Regions from separate parts of the Sus scrofa genome. Here region 2 is linked to region 1. Evidence: chromatin contacts called from public Hi-C data. All regions are on one chromosome and are shown on one strand. Each heading gives the region's core, a stretch centred on a gene start, on an enhancer-like site or on the middle of the called end of the contact. The rest is flanking DNA. Distances are from core to core; before and after follow the strand shown.

Region 1 (6,096 bases), core at 1,271-3,770:
GTTCTCCCTGACCACACGGGGAAACCTGTCAAGTTTCCATCGAAGGCGCAGCCCCCAGTCCTGCACACAGCCTGCAGCAAAGCAGGCCTTCAACCACATTCGCTGCGGGGATGTATGAAGATTAACAGCAGCCTGTGAACTGACACTGTTTTTTTCTTTTCCTTTTTTTAGGGCCGCACCTGTGGCGTATGGAAGTCCCAGGCCAGGGGTCGAGTATAAGCTGCAGCTGCCAGCCTACACCACAAACCAGCACGGGTTAATGAACTCTGACCAGACCCTGAGCTGAACACAGTAAGAAGATGAGCTCCTGGGACCCCCCGCCCCCCGCCCCAAGAGTGCTGAAACACAGACTACTGTTATCCAACTGCAAACCAAGAAACGGAACGCCGAAACCCGAGCTAACAGCAAAAGCTTAGGCAGCACTTCATACATCAGGCACTGTTTTAAATCGTCAGCAACTCATTTGCTTAATTCACAAGGTAACCCTACAAAGTTCTCACGAGGTCCTCAATGATCCTCAGCTCATGGGAGTCCCACCCCCTCACACGCGGAACAGGACGGAGCTGAATGAGAGCTGCTGCTGTGGAACTTGCAAGGGATGCTCGGGCTGAGGAAAGCCGGCTGCCACATTGGGAGGACACGCAAGCAGCCCCATGGAGATGCCCTGTGGCTACCAGCCGGCAAGGAGTGGAGGCCTCCAGCCAACAGCCTTTGGGTGAGCCACTTAGGAAACGGATACATCAGTCCCAATCAAACTGCCAAATGACTGGTGACTGCAGCTCATGGTGACTGAAATCTCAAGAGAGACCCTGAGCCAGAGGCATCCATCAAAGCCCCTCCTGAATCCCTTACTTACAGAGACCACATGAGATAATAACTATTTGTGTTGCCCTTTTTTCTTTCTCTTTTTGGCTGCACCCATGTTCCTAGACCAGGGAACAAATCTGAGCCACGGCTGCGACCTACACCACCGTGGTCAGAGCCAATGCCAGATCCTTAACCCACGGCACTGGGCCACCACAGAGACAAGCTGGATCAAACCCTCGCCACCACAGAGACAAGCTGGATCCTTAACCTGCCTGAGCCACAGCAGGAACTCTTTTTCGGTTTGTTTTGCTTTTCAGGGCCTTGTTTTTAAGCAGCTAAATTTCAATCTGTCGCCCAACAGGAGAGAAGGAATACAATAGCTGTAAGAACTATCAACATTCCCCTTTTAGAGATAAATTATGTTAAACACAGAGAGAACCAGGACTCCTGGGTCTGGGAGTTCTGTTGGGGTATAGCCATGCGGTGGCCCCAGGCTGTCTGCACCTGCAAGAGTTTGCAATGCAAACTTATCAAAACCTGCTCCAAAGCACAAGATGCCTAGCCCAACCCCACCCCCTTTCAATCAGGCTTCACTGCGCTCAGCTGAAAAAGGAAGCCACGGGAGAAATGAAACACAAACAAAAAGGGGGGAAATCGCACGGAGAGTAGGGCCTGGGTGCTAGAGTTCCTTCCGCTTCCAAACCAGATGGCATCACCGCTGAGCACACAGAACCGGGCACACAAGTGACTTAGGACAAAACCACAATCCCAATCACAGTCCTTGTTAGCTTCCCAATGTGAGGGAATGGATCCTACAGCTCAAACCCAGGTCCCTCCCAGGGTCCCCCAACCCACCCCAAAGCCCGGAAAAGAGCTCACTTAATGCCATCCAGCCAGGTGACAAACTCATAGGCGCTGCTGGTAGGAGCGTGACATTGTACGTAGGACTCCGGAGCGCAGTCCACCGTGTTGAACACCACGAGGCTGTATTGGGTCCCCCCATACTGGCAGAGGAGGACAGAAGAACTTTTCATCTGGGACCTCAGCTGTCTTTTCTCTCAGAGAAGTGGGAGCTCCCAGCTCCCTCCTCCCTCGAACCCAGGAGTCCGCACCCGAGCCTCTCCTCCCTCGGATCCAGGAGTCCAAGCCCCCAGGCCCTTCTCCCTGGGACCCAGAAGTCCGGACCCCAACCCTCCCGCACGACTCAGGAGTCTGGAACCACCCCCCGCCCCGCTCCTTCTTCCTCAGCTCCAGCCCCCTCCTCCCGGACTCAGAGCCCGGACCCCAGCCCCTCCCCCGAGACCCAGTAGTAGGGACTCCCAGCTTCCCTCTCCCTCGACCTTCAAGAGTCCCAAGACTCACGTCTCCCCCGAAGTCGGTCTCCGCAGGAGGACCACCATTAAAATACCTGTGAGGGTCGGGGGTGAAAAGTCGGGGTGAGGCAAGAGACTGGAAAACTAAAGTCGGAGGGCGGGGTTGGAGTCGCGGAAACCTCACTCACTCGATGGCGGGGAGCAGGTAGTGCTTTCGAAGCCCCTCGAAGTAGGGCCCCAGGTTAGCTGTGCCCTCAATCACAAACACCACGTCAGCTACGAGGCCCCCGGCGCGCGCCGGGCCCTCCGACCCGAGTACCATGCCCCGCGCCCCAGCCGCCGCTGCCGTTGCCGCCGTCGCCGTCTCCGCCACCGCGGGATGAGCGCAAGTGCGCCTGCGCCGCGCCCGCGCCTGCGCCGGACGGCCTCGCGCCCCTGACGCCGCGCCTGCGGCCATGTTTGTGCGGGGCACTCAGGGCGCGTCGGTTGATCTCCATCCTCCTTCGTACCAACCTTGTGCAAGCCTCCAAAAGGACCTAGAGAACCCCTTCGGGGGCCTGGTGTAAAGATTAATTATTGGCAGGACGTAGAGAACGAAATATATTGAGAGCGGCGCTTCGGCCGCCATCTTTGAGCGGGGCGGCTCTTCCGACACTAGTTTCACTGGGAGGGTCGGAAGATCTAGTTGCCATGCAACGCGCACGCTGCCCTGGTTTTCTGACAGAGATTAGGTTTTCAGCTAAATTCTTTCTGGCTCCCAGGGAACCGGGAGGGGGGGGTGGGTCGTGTGCAGGGTCCAATCACCTAGTCTGAAACAGGGTTACTAGGCAACGCTTTAAAGGGGCAATCGACTCTGGAGAGAGTGCAGCTGTTTTTTTTCCCTGAAGAGACGGCTCACTCCAACCCCAGTGGTGGTTGCTAAGTAACACCTGATAGTTGTTTTCTGGGCGAGAGGCCAGAAACCGGCCTAGATCTGAAATACGTTCCAGGTGGATTAAAAATGCAAATGAAACCATAACACTGTATAATCTTGAAGACTGGAAAAAAGAGTTTATCATTGCAGCAAAGCCAGAAAACGTAAAATACAGATCTGTTTCTCCGCAAAAGACTCCATAAACCAAGTTGAAAACGATCTATAAACCGGGAAAGTCGTTGGAACTTAAGTGTTGACAGAAATTTACTACACAGATACATTTTACTAATTAATAGAAACTTAGGAAAATAATACTTTTTTTAGGTGGGGAAGGAAAATATTGCAGGCTTTTCCCACCCACAAAACCTATTTTAAAATATCGAGTAATGGACTTCTCCTCGTGGCTCAGTGGTTAACAAACCCCACTAGTATCCATGAGGATGTGCTTTCGATCCCTGGTCTCACTCAGTGGGCTAACAGTCGGCTTTGCCATGAGCTTGTAGGTCAAAGATGCAGCGCAGATCCTGAGTTGCTGTGGAGTAGGCTGGTGACTACAGCTCATATAGGACCCCTAGCCTGGAAACTTCCATATGGGGGGGGTGCTAAAAAGAAAAAAAAAAAGAAAAAGGGAGTAAATCTCTGAAAGCCACTCATCTTCGATTAAATAATACTGGAGTTCCCCTGTGGTGCAGCGGGTTAAGGACCCCCTGTTGTCATTGCAGCAGCTGGGGTCGCTGCTGTGGTAGGGGTTCAATCCCTGGCCTGGAAACTTCCATATGTCTCTGCTGCAGCCAAAGAAAAAAAAGAGTGCTGTCAGCATTTTACTCTTGTCAAGGTAATTATGTTGGAAGGTTGGAAAACACACGTCCATGAGGATGAGGGGGTTTGGGTAAAGTAAGCTGGTGAAGACGTGGGATAGTGGGGGTGGAAATGAGAACAACGTCTTCCAATGCAGTTTGTCGATATATTTCAGGGAAAAAGGGTGCGTTGCTTTGCACACTCAGCAGTATCACTATATTGTCACATTTATCTTTTTCCTTTTTGATTTGCTGAACGTTTTATGGTGTTGTTTCTTTTGGCTGCACCTCCAGCATATGGAAATTGCCAGGCCAGGGGTCAAACCCCCACCATAGCAATGCCAAAGGCACGGCAGTGACAACAGGGGATACTTAACCTGCTGCACCACCAGGGAACTCCTTTGCTGAACCATTTTATTTATTTAGGTATTTTTTTACTTTTTAGGGCCACACTTGTGTCATATGGAAGTTCCCAGGTTAGGGGTTGAATCTGAGCTGCAGCTGCTAGCTTACCGCACAACCATAGCCACAGCAACTCAGGATCTGAGCCCGGTCAGCAAACTGCACCAAAGCTCACACGGCAATGCCAGATCCTTAACCCACCGAGCAAGGCCAGGGATTGAACCTGCATCCTCATGGATACTAGTTGAGTTTATTACCACCAGCGTATGCCACAACAGGAATTCCTGCTGAACCCTTTGAAAACAAATCCCCCAGGAGTTCCTGATGTGGTGCAACAGGTTAAGGATCCAGCATTGGCTCTGCAGTGGCTGGGGACATTGCTGAGGCATGGGTTGTATCCCTGCCTGGGAACTTCCATAAGCCTTGGGTGTGGCTAAACAACACCACCACCACCCTGCCATCTAGAGTTCCCATCGTGGCTCAGTGGTTAACAAACCTGACTAGTAACCAAGACGATTCGGGTTCAATCCCTGGCCTCGATTAGTGGGTTAAGGATCTGGCGTTGTCGTGAGCTGTAGCAAACAAGGCTGGGATCCTGTGTCGCTGTGACTGTGGCTACAGCTACAGCGGCTACAGCTCGGATTGGACCCCTAGCCTGGGAACCTCCATATGCCACAGGTGAGGCCCTGGAAATGACCAAAAAAAAAAAAAAAAATTATTTCTTAGTCTGGTCAAACACTTAAATCCATGATCAAATTTATCTTGGAGTTTCTGTCATGGCTCAGTGGTTAAGGAATCTGACTATGAACCACGAGGTTGCGGGTTCCATCCCTGGCTTCTCTCAGTGGGTTAAGGATCCAGTGTTGGCCGTGAGCTGTGGTGCAGGTCGCAGACACAGCTCGGATCTGACATGGCTGTGGCTGTGGTGTGGGCTGACGGCTACAGCTCAGATTGGACCCCTAGCCTGGGAACCTCCATATGCCACAGGTGCAACCCTAGAAAAAGACCCAAAAAAAATTTATCTCAAAACGTCTTTTGTGGACTTCTCTTGTAGTGAAGCATGTTAAGGATCTGGCACTGTCACTGCAGTGGCTTTGATTGCTGTTGTGGTGTGGGTTTGGTCCCTGGCTTGGAAATTTCCACCTGCCACTGGCAGAGCCAAAAAAAAGGAGGAAAAAAAATCTTTAAAAGGCAGAACAACAAGAAATATAAAAATTAAATGGTAGAAATAAATCTAAATACAATAGTAGTCACAATAAATATAAGTGGACTAAAGAGATGCTTGGAACTATGGGGAGAATTTGACATTTAGCTTCATTTGTTATTTTATGCACCTGTTTATTCCTCTAGAGGTTTAATGTAATTTAATATGCAGGGTGAATGTCTTCACATTTCTTTTTTTTTTTTTTTTTTGTCTTTTGTCTTTTGTTGTTGTTGTTGCTATTTCTTGGGCCACTCCCGAGGCATATGGAGGTTCCCAGGCTAGGGGTCGAATTGGGGCTGTATCCACCAGCCTACGCCAGAGCCACAGCAACGCGGATCCGAGCCGCGTCTGCAACCTACACCACAGTTCACAGCAACGCCGGATCGTTAACCCACCGAGCAAGGGCAGGGACCGAACCTGCAACCTCATGGTTCCTAGTCGGATTCGTTAACCACTGCGCCACGACGGGAACTCCTGTCTTCACATTTCTTATCAGACATTATTATCTTAAAATGTCTTAATATTTCACAGCTATTAGAAATCAAATCCAGAATGCTGGCAAAACGTTTAAAAGAAAAAAATTTTAAATATCACTATATATATATATATATATATATATATATATATTTTTTTTTTTTTTTGTCTTTTTGCCTTTTTCTT
Region 2 (6,401 bases), core at 1,769-4,268, 49 kb after region 1:
CGCCCCTTTCATAACACCCCTGCCTGTCTCTCTGCCACCTGATACCAGTTTCCACACCTCCTGTTTACTGAGCACCTACTATGTGCCAGATCCTTCCATACCTACTAAACTCTCAAATCATCACTGGACACCCAGCAGAGGCCACTCCTCAGATCCAGCCAAATAACCAGAAGAAAAGCCAAGATCTATCTAGAGCCTGGGATGTGTGAAAAGGCCTCACTCACATATGGCGTCACAACAGCCTCATCAGGAAGGTGCCATCAGCAGTCCCTCCTGACAGAGGAGGAAACAGAGTCCCTCAATTCAAGGTCACAGGGCTAGGAAGCGTCAGCGCTCCGACACCAACTCAAGCCTGGCTGACCCCAGAGCCCGTGCGGATACAGCCTCTGAAGCTCTTGGCAGCTCTAAACGCCAACACCCGCTCCCAGGAGCTGGGCGCTGACTTGGCACCAGGCCTCCCATAGTCACGACCATCCTTCCTGCTGGTGATCACTGTCCCCGTATTGATGTGGTCAGATGGGAGAGGGCTCCAGATTCAGGCCTGTCCTGCTCCCTGACCCATGACCCTGCTCTGGGACCAGGCTTCCTCCATCCCCCACTTCCCAGATCTCTTCCTCACAAATTCCTAAGGCCCCTAACCCCTTCTTTGAAATAGGGGTTCTCCTGCTTCTGGCACATCCTCTAAGCCCCCACATTGTAATATCCTCTCCTTTCCAAGCCCCCCAGGCCCCTGTCTCAGGCTCTCCAAAGACTCCACCTGCAGGAAGCGCCTCGAAGTAACCCCTCTTGTTCCTTCTCCATTGACCTCCGTGTTTCCTAAGAAATCTTCCATCCTGGAGCCCCTCTATCCCTCACCAGGGTCCCGCTATAGTCCCCCACCTTCCCATCCCTCCTCCCCAAACCCCTGGGACTTTCTATCACTCTAAAGTCCTCTCTATAAACTATAAACGAGCTGGGCACCTCGGTGACCTATCTAGCCCCTTCCCCTCTATGACACCCCCTCACCCAAGCTCTCAAGCCTGGCTTCCTGTGTTTCAGGTCTCCCCGTTCCCACTGGCCCCCTCCCACTCTATCGCTCCACAGGGTACCCCCAACCACCCAGCCATGCACCTCCTTTCTTTTCTGTCTACATCAGGGATTTCTCTGACCCCATGGCTAATGCGATCTCCTAGCTTTCTTTCATCCCCAGGGGACGCCTCTACGCCCCATCTCCGGGACTTTACTAGCGTCCTTTTCATTAAGACCCTCCCGGACGCCTCTAGCCACTCCGTGTCGTCACCTGAAGAGGCACAGTAAGACACTCTAAGACCCTCCATTACCCCCACCCTAAAGTTCCCCCCGCGGCCTCTCTATCCTCTCACTCTACGACCCCAATGGACTTCTATCCCCTAGGCCCTTCTGTAACCCCCGAGCCCCTCAATTCCACGCTTCCCCCGCCCAGGGTCCCCCGGCCGCGCTCTCACAGTTCCGGATGTCGGAGATGAACACCGCGAGCCCCCGCATCCCATCGCCCTTGGACACGGCCGGCATGATGGCGGTGGTGTCGGCTCCAGGCCTGGCCGGGCAGGGCACAGCGCAGCGGGGGCTGGCAGGCGGGGACCTGAAGGAAAGGACCCCAAGCAGCGCCGAGGAGCCTAGCCGGCCAAGGGGGAGGGCGGGCTGGCGGGCGGGCGGGCGGGCAGGCAGGCCGCGTCTCCGCCCCCGGTCCCTCCCCTCCCAGCCGCCATCCTGAGCTCTCAGCTGCCCATTGGCTCGAATTACTGCCGTTCAGGCGCGGGTTCATCCCCACTCCCTCTCTCATTGGTGGCAGGACAAAGGTACGCCGTTACGATTGGTCCAGCACCCCCGTATTTCCGTTCGGGAGAGCGGGGTCGGGGCGTTGCTCGAGAGACGGGCGGAGTTAGGTTACGTACAGTTGGACCGCCCCCTCCGCGCGGCCGGGGCCAATACTGATTGGATCCGGTCGCTCTCCTAGAAGGGAGGGATTGACGTGAGGGAGGGCGGGGGGAGCGGGCTTGAGGAGGCGGGACTTGTGGTGACTGAGGCCAATAGATGGGCAGATCGCCCCCGCAGGCGTTGGGGATTTGCCCGACCTGTCCTACTCCCCCCCCGATTGGGCTGTTATGGGGGCGGGAGGAGAGCCACGATCCGTAGAGAACGAAGGAGAACGGGGGTTGTCGCTCAGCTGGGCTGGGATAGGTGGAGCAGCGCCTGCAATTCCCTGCTGCAGAGAAGGGGTTGGGAGGGGCAGGAGAGCGTGAGGTGTTTACTGCGCAAGCGTCGTTCTGATCCTCTTTCTCCCTACTCTTCACCACGCATTACTCCTTAAATCTTCCCGGAAGACGTTCCTTACCCCTTGTCTAGCGGCCAAGATGTTGGGACCTAATTTGTCCGGAGACCGAGTGTCTCAGAGCGGAGGAAACACTAATTCAAGTCTAGTCGCATTAAGCAGAGGTTAAAACTGAGGTCCAGAGAGGTTGAATGACTTGCCCAAGGTCACACAGCTCAGAAACGGCAGAGCCTGGGTTTAAAGTATATTTTGGCATTTAACCACTTGTTTTGCTTTTTAGGGCCGCACTTGTGGCATAGGGAAGTTCCTAGGCTAGGGGTGGATTCAGAGCTGGAGCTGCCAGCCTACACCACAGTGATGGAGGATCCAGGGGCCCTCTGTGACCTACACCACAGTTCCCAGCAATGCCAGATCCTTAACCCACTGAGCGAGGCCAGGGATGGAACCTGCATCCTCACGGATACTAGTTGTGTTGTGTGTGTGTGTGTGTGTGTGTGTGTTTAGAGCCGCACTGGCAGCATATGGAGGTTCCCAGGCTAGGGGTCGAATCAGAGCTACAGCTGCCAGCCTACACCACAGCCGCAGCAATGTCAGAGCTGAACGCATCTGCAGCCTACACCACAGCTCACGGCAACACCGGATCCTTAACCCCCTGAGCAAAGCCAGGAATCGAACCTGCAACCTTATGGTTCCTAATCGGATTCGTTTCCGCTGCGCCACGATGGGAACTCCAATAGTTGTGTTCGTAACCTGCTGAGCCACAGTGGGAACTCTGACATTTAACTGTTTTCCAATTATGCAATGCCTTTTTTCTTTTCTTTGCAACCACACCACCAGTAAACACACCAAATCAAAACTGTGAGTCTCTCCACCAAACTTGGAGCTCCTCAACCAGAAGGGGACTGACGAACGTTGCTAAAAGGAATGGGGGGATCTGCTATGTTTGGCCCAACCACCACCCCTTGGCGCCCCGGAGACTTTCTTTGGTTGACAGGCTTTTGGGAAGGCAAAGCCTCCCGGAACTCTAACACCCTGGGCTATTGAGAAATTTGGGGCAAAGGGAACTGGAAGAGTCCATTCTGTCACCTCGAGGAACTCAGCCCTGCCAGCCTCTTCCAACCTCAGAACTCGAGTATTCTTGGAATGAGCCTTGGGAGAGAGTCCTGCATGCTGGGAACATCCACTCTGAATCCTGGGGGGATGGGGAGAGCGAGAAGAGCCCACCTTCCAGGTTCGGTGGATCTGGCCATTCGGGTTTCCAGGAATGGGGCTTGGGAAAGTCTATTCTGGATTCTAGGAGGACAAATATTGCTCAGATGTTTCAGTGAGCAAGGACAGTCCATTCCTAATATGGGCGTGTGGGGTGCGTGTGGCGGGGGTGCTGTCTGCCTTTAAAGAACATTAAAAACAGCAACAAGGAGTTCCCATTGCAGCTCAGCGGTAATGAAACTGATTAGTATCCATGAGGATGTGGGGTCCAGCCCTGGTCCCATTCAGTGGGTTAAGGATCCAGTGTTGCCATGAGCTGTGGTGTAGGTCACAGACATGGCTCAGATCTGGTGTGGCAGTGGCTGTGGCACAGGCCGGCAGCTACAGCTCTGATTTGACTCCTAACCTGGGAACTTCCATAAGCCGAGGGTGTGGCCCTAAAAAGACCAAGAGAGAAAAAAAGCAACAACAAATTCTTGGACTAGGAGTTGGGAAAATTTCTTTTTAGGGAAGATGCATCACAAGGGACTGGAGGAGTCCTTTCATTATGAGGGAGGAAGAAGTTTCTACCTGAGGATAACACCTTTAAATAATGGGGTTGGAACTGGTCTGCTTTTTGAGGAATGGTAAGAGAGACATCCAGAGTCTGAAGAAGAGGAACCATGAGGTTGCGGGTTCGATCCCTGGCCTTGCTCAGTGGGTTAAGGATCTGGCGTTGCCGTGACCTGTGGTGTAGATGGCAGACGCAGCTCGGATCCTGCATGGCTGTGGCTGTGGCGTAGGCCGGTGGCTACAGCTCTGATTAGACCCCTAGCCTGGGAACCTCCATATGCCGTGGGAAGCGGCCCTAGAAAAGACAAAAAAACAAAAAAACAAAAAAAAAAAAAAAAAAAGGAACTAGAGTCCAAAGAACAGGAAAATTCTGTTCCTAAGGAAGAAGACAAAGCCACCCTCTTCACATCCTTAATTCTCCACCAACCTCTCACCACTACCTCCAGCCCTTCACTCAGACCCTCCAGGAGCCAGAGAGCATTAATTCTAGGTTTTGTTGTGGGAGAAGGAAGTCCTCATTCTTCCAATCACGGGTAGAGGGGGGAACTCAGTCTCTCCCAACCTCCTCTAGGGCTCCAGAGTTAGCTAAAACTTTTATTTTATTTTATTTTATTTTATTTTGTTTTTTTTAGGGCCACACCCCCGGCATATGGAGGTTCCCAGGCTAGGGATCGAATTGGAGCTACAGCTGCCAGCCTACAGCACAGTCACAGCAACTCGGGATCTGAATCGCGTCTGTGACCTACACCACAGCTCAGGGCAATGTAGGATCCTTAACCCACTGAGCAGGGCCAGGGATCGAACCCGCAACCTCATGGTTCCTAGTCGGATTCGTTTCCGCTGCACCACGATGGGAACTCCCTAACCCATAAAATTTTTAACCCAATATTTAATCCATACACCCACATATGATCGTGTCAACATACTTGACATTCTTATTTTCCTAAGTTTTTGGAATCTGGTGTTTTCTACATAGAGCACATCTCAGTTGAGACTCGGCAAGTCACAAACTCAGCAGCCACAGGGCATTATTGGATGGCAGAAAATTATAAGATGGGATTGGAGCAAGACCATTCTGGGGTTCAGGGGCTGACCTATTGCTAAATTTTAAGACCAGGCCATGTAGAAGTTCATGTGAGTGTCCAGATGAGGTTGAGGCAAGGCTTCCTTGGGTTTTTTGTTTGTTTGTTTTATTTACTTTTTTATTTTGTTGTCTTTTCTAGGGCCGCACCCGAGGCATATGGGGGTCCCCAGGCTAGGGGTCTAATCAGAGCTGTAGCCGCCTGCCTACACCACAGCCACAGCCATGCAGGATCCGAGCCACGTCTGCCACCTATACCACAGGTCACGGCCACGCTGGATCCTTAACCCACTGAGCGAGGCCAGGGATCGAACTGCAACCTCATGGTTCCTAGTCGGGTTCGTTAACCACTGCGCCATGACAGGAATTCCAAGGCTTCCTTGGTTTTAAGATGGACCATAAAGAGGGAACCCTAGGAGCCCCTTGAAGAGCTCAGGGGTTGAAACACAAAAGCTTCTAAGACTTTGACCAGCACAAATCAATTCCTGATTTTCTCTAGAAAAACTGGAGTCAGCCCCCTCCTCATTAATCACCAGACACTCTTGCCAGCTCCCCTCCGTGTCTTCACCCCAAACCAAAGCCAGAATGCACCCCGAAGCCAGCCACCTCCTCCCATCGCCACAGCCTCCCTCTGTACAGGCCACCACCACTGTCATCTTTTGCCTGGAACCTTGCAGCAATGTCCCTGGCCTTTCTCCCTGCTCTATCCCGGCCACTCAGGGTGCTTTTTGCCATATCAACCAGCCGCGCCCTTCCCCAGCTTAAACACAGCAGCCACCTGGCCTCCTCTTGGCCATTGAGACCTTCCAGAACCATTCCTGTTCCCTGCCGACCCCAGCTTTCCCCATGGCTTGCTCAGCCTTCAGGTCTCAGTACCACGTCCCCCCTTTAGCAAGAACTTCTGGATTAAGGGGTTTTTTGTTTTTGTTTTTTGGTCTTTTTGCCTTTTCTAGGACTGCATCTGTGGCATATGGAGGTTCCCAGGCTAGGGGTTCCTAGTGAGATTCATTAACCATGGAGCCACGACAGGAACTCCCAGATTAAGGGGTTTAAAGCCACCACTCCCTGTTTTGCTTGAACACATTATAAAAGTTTTTTGGTTTTTTTTTTTAATGTATCTTAGCTTGGAGTTCCCTCATGGCTCAGCGAGTTAAGGATCCAACTGCTATGGCCCTGGTCACAGCTGCGACATGGGTTTGATCCCTGGCCTAGCCATGGGTGTGGCCAAAAAAAAAAAAAAAAATACACATTACTGTGTATAAAAGAGAT

Evidence for each region. Hi-C and Micro-C count contacts between places; a contact is called where the count stands out from the background.
Region 2: a Hi-C map of liver shows a contact between it and region 1, with 6 times the contacts expected there. The contact joins the promoter of TSKS here to the promoter of MED25 in region 1. A contact is called at or near these places in 5 of 47 Hi-C or Micro-C datasets (epiblast stem cells, heart right ventricle, liver and 1 more) and 2 of 2 datasets of contacts at active chromatin or transcription factors (alveolar macrophages and skeletal muscle).

Annotation. Positions count from the first base shown.
Region 1 is chr6:54,830,727-54,836,822 of Sscrofa11.1, reverse strand. It overlaps MED25 (mediator of RNA polymerase II transcription subunit 25), which reads right to left and starts at 2,520. Exons shown (of 19, transcript XM_003127336.5): 1 at 2,309-2,520; 2 at 2,170-2,215; 3 at 1,687-1,811. The coding sequence starts at 2,442.
Region 2 is chr6:54,781,828-54,788,228 of Sscrofa11.1, reverse strand. It overlaps TSKS (testis-specific serine kinase substrate), which reads left to right and starts at 3,018. Exons shown (of 11, transcript XM_021094752.1): 1 at 3,018-3,521. It overlaps AP2A1 (AP-2 complex subunit alpha-1), which reads right to left and starts at 1,692. Exons shown (of 23, transcript XM_021094760.1): 1 at 1,464-1,692. The coding sequence starts at 1,530.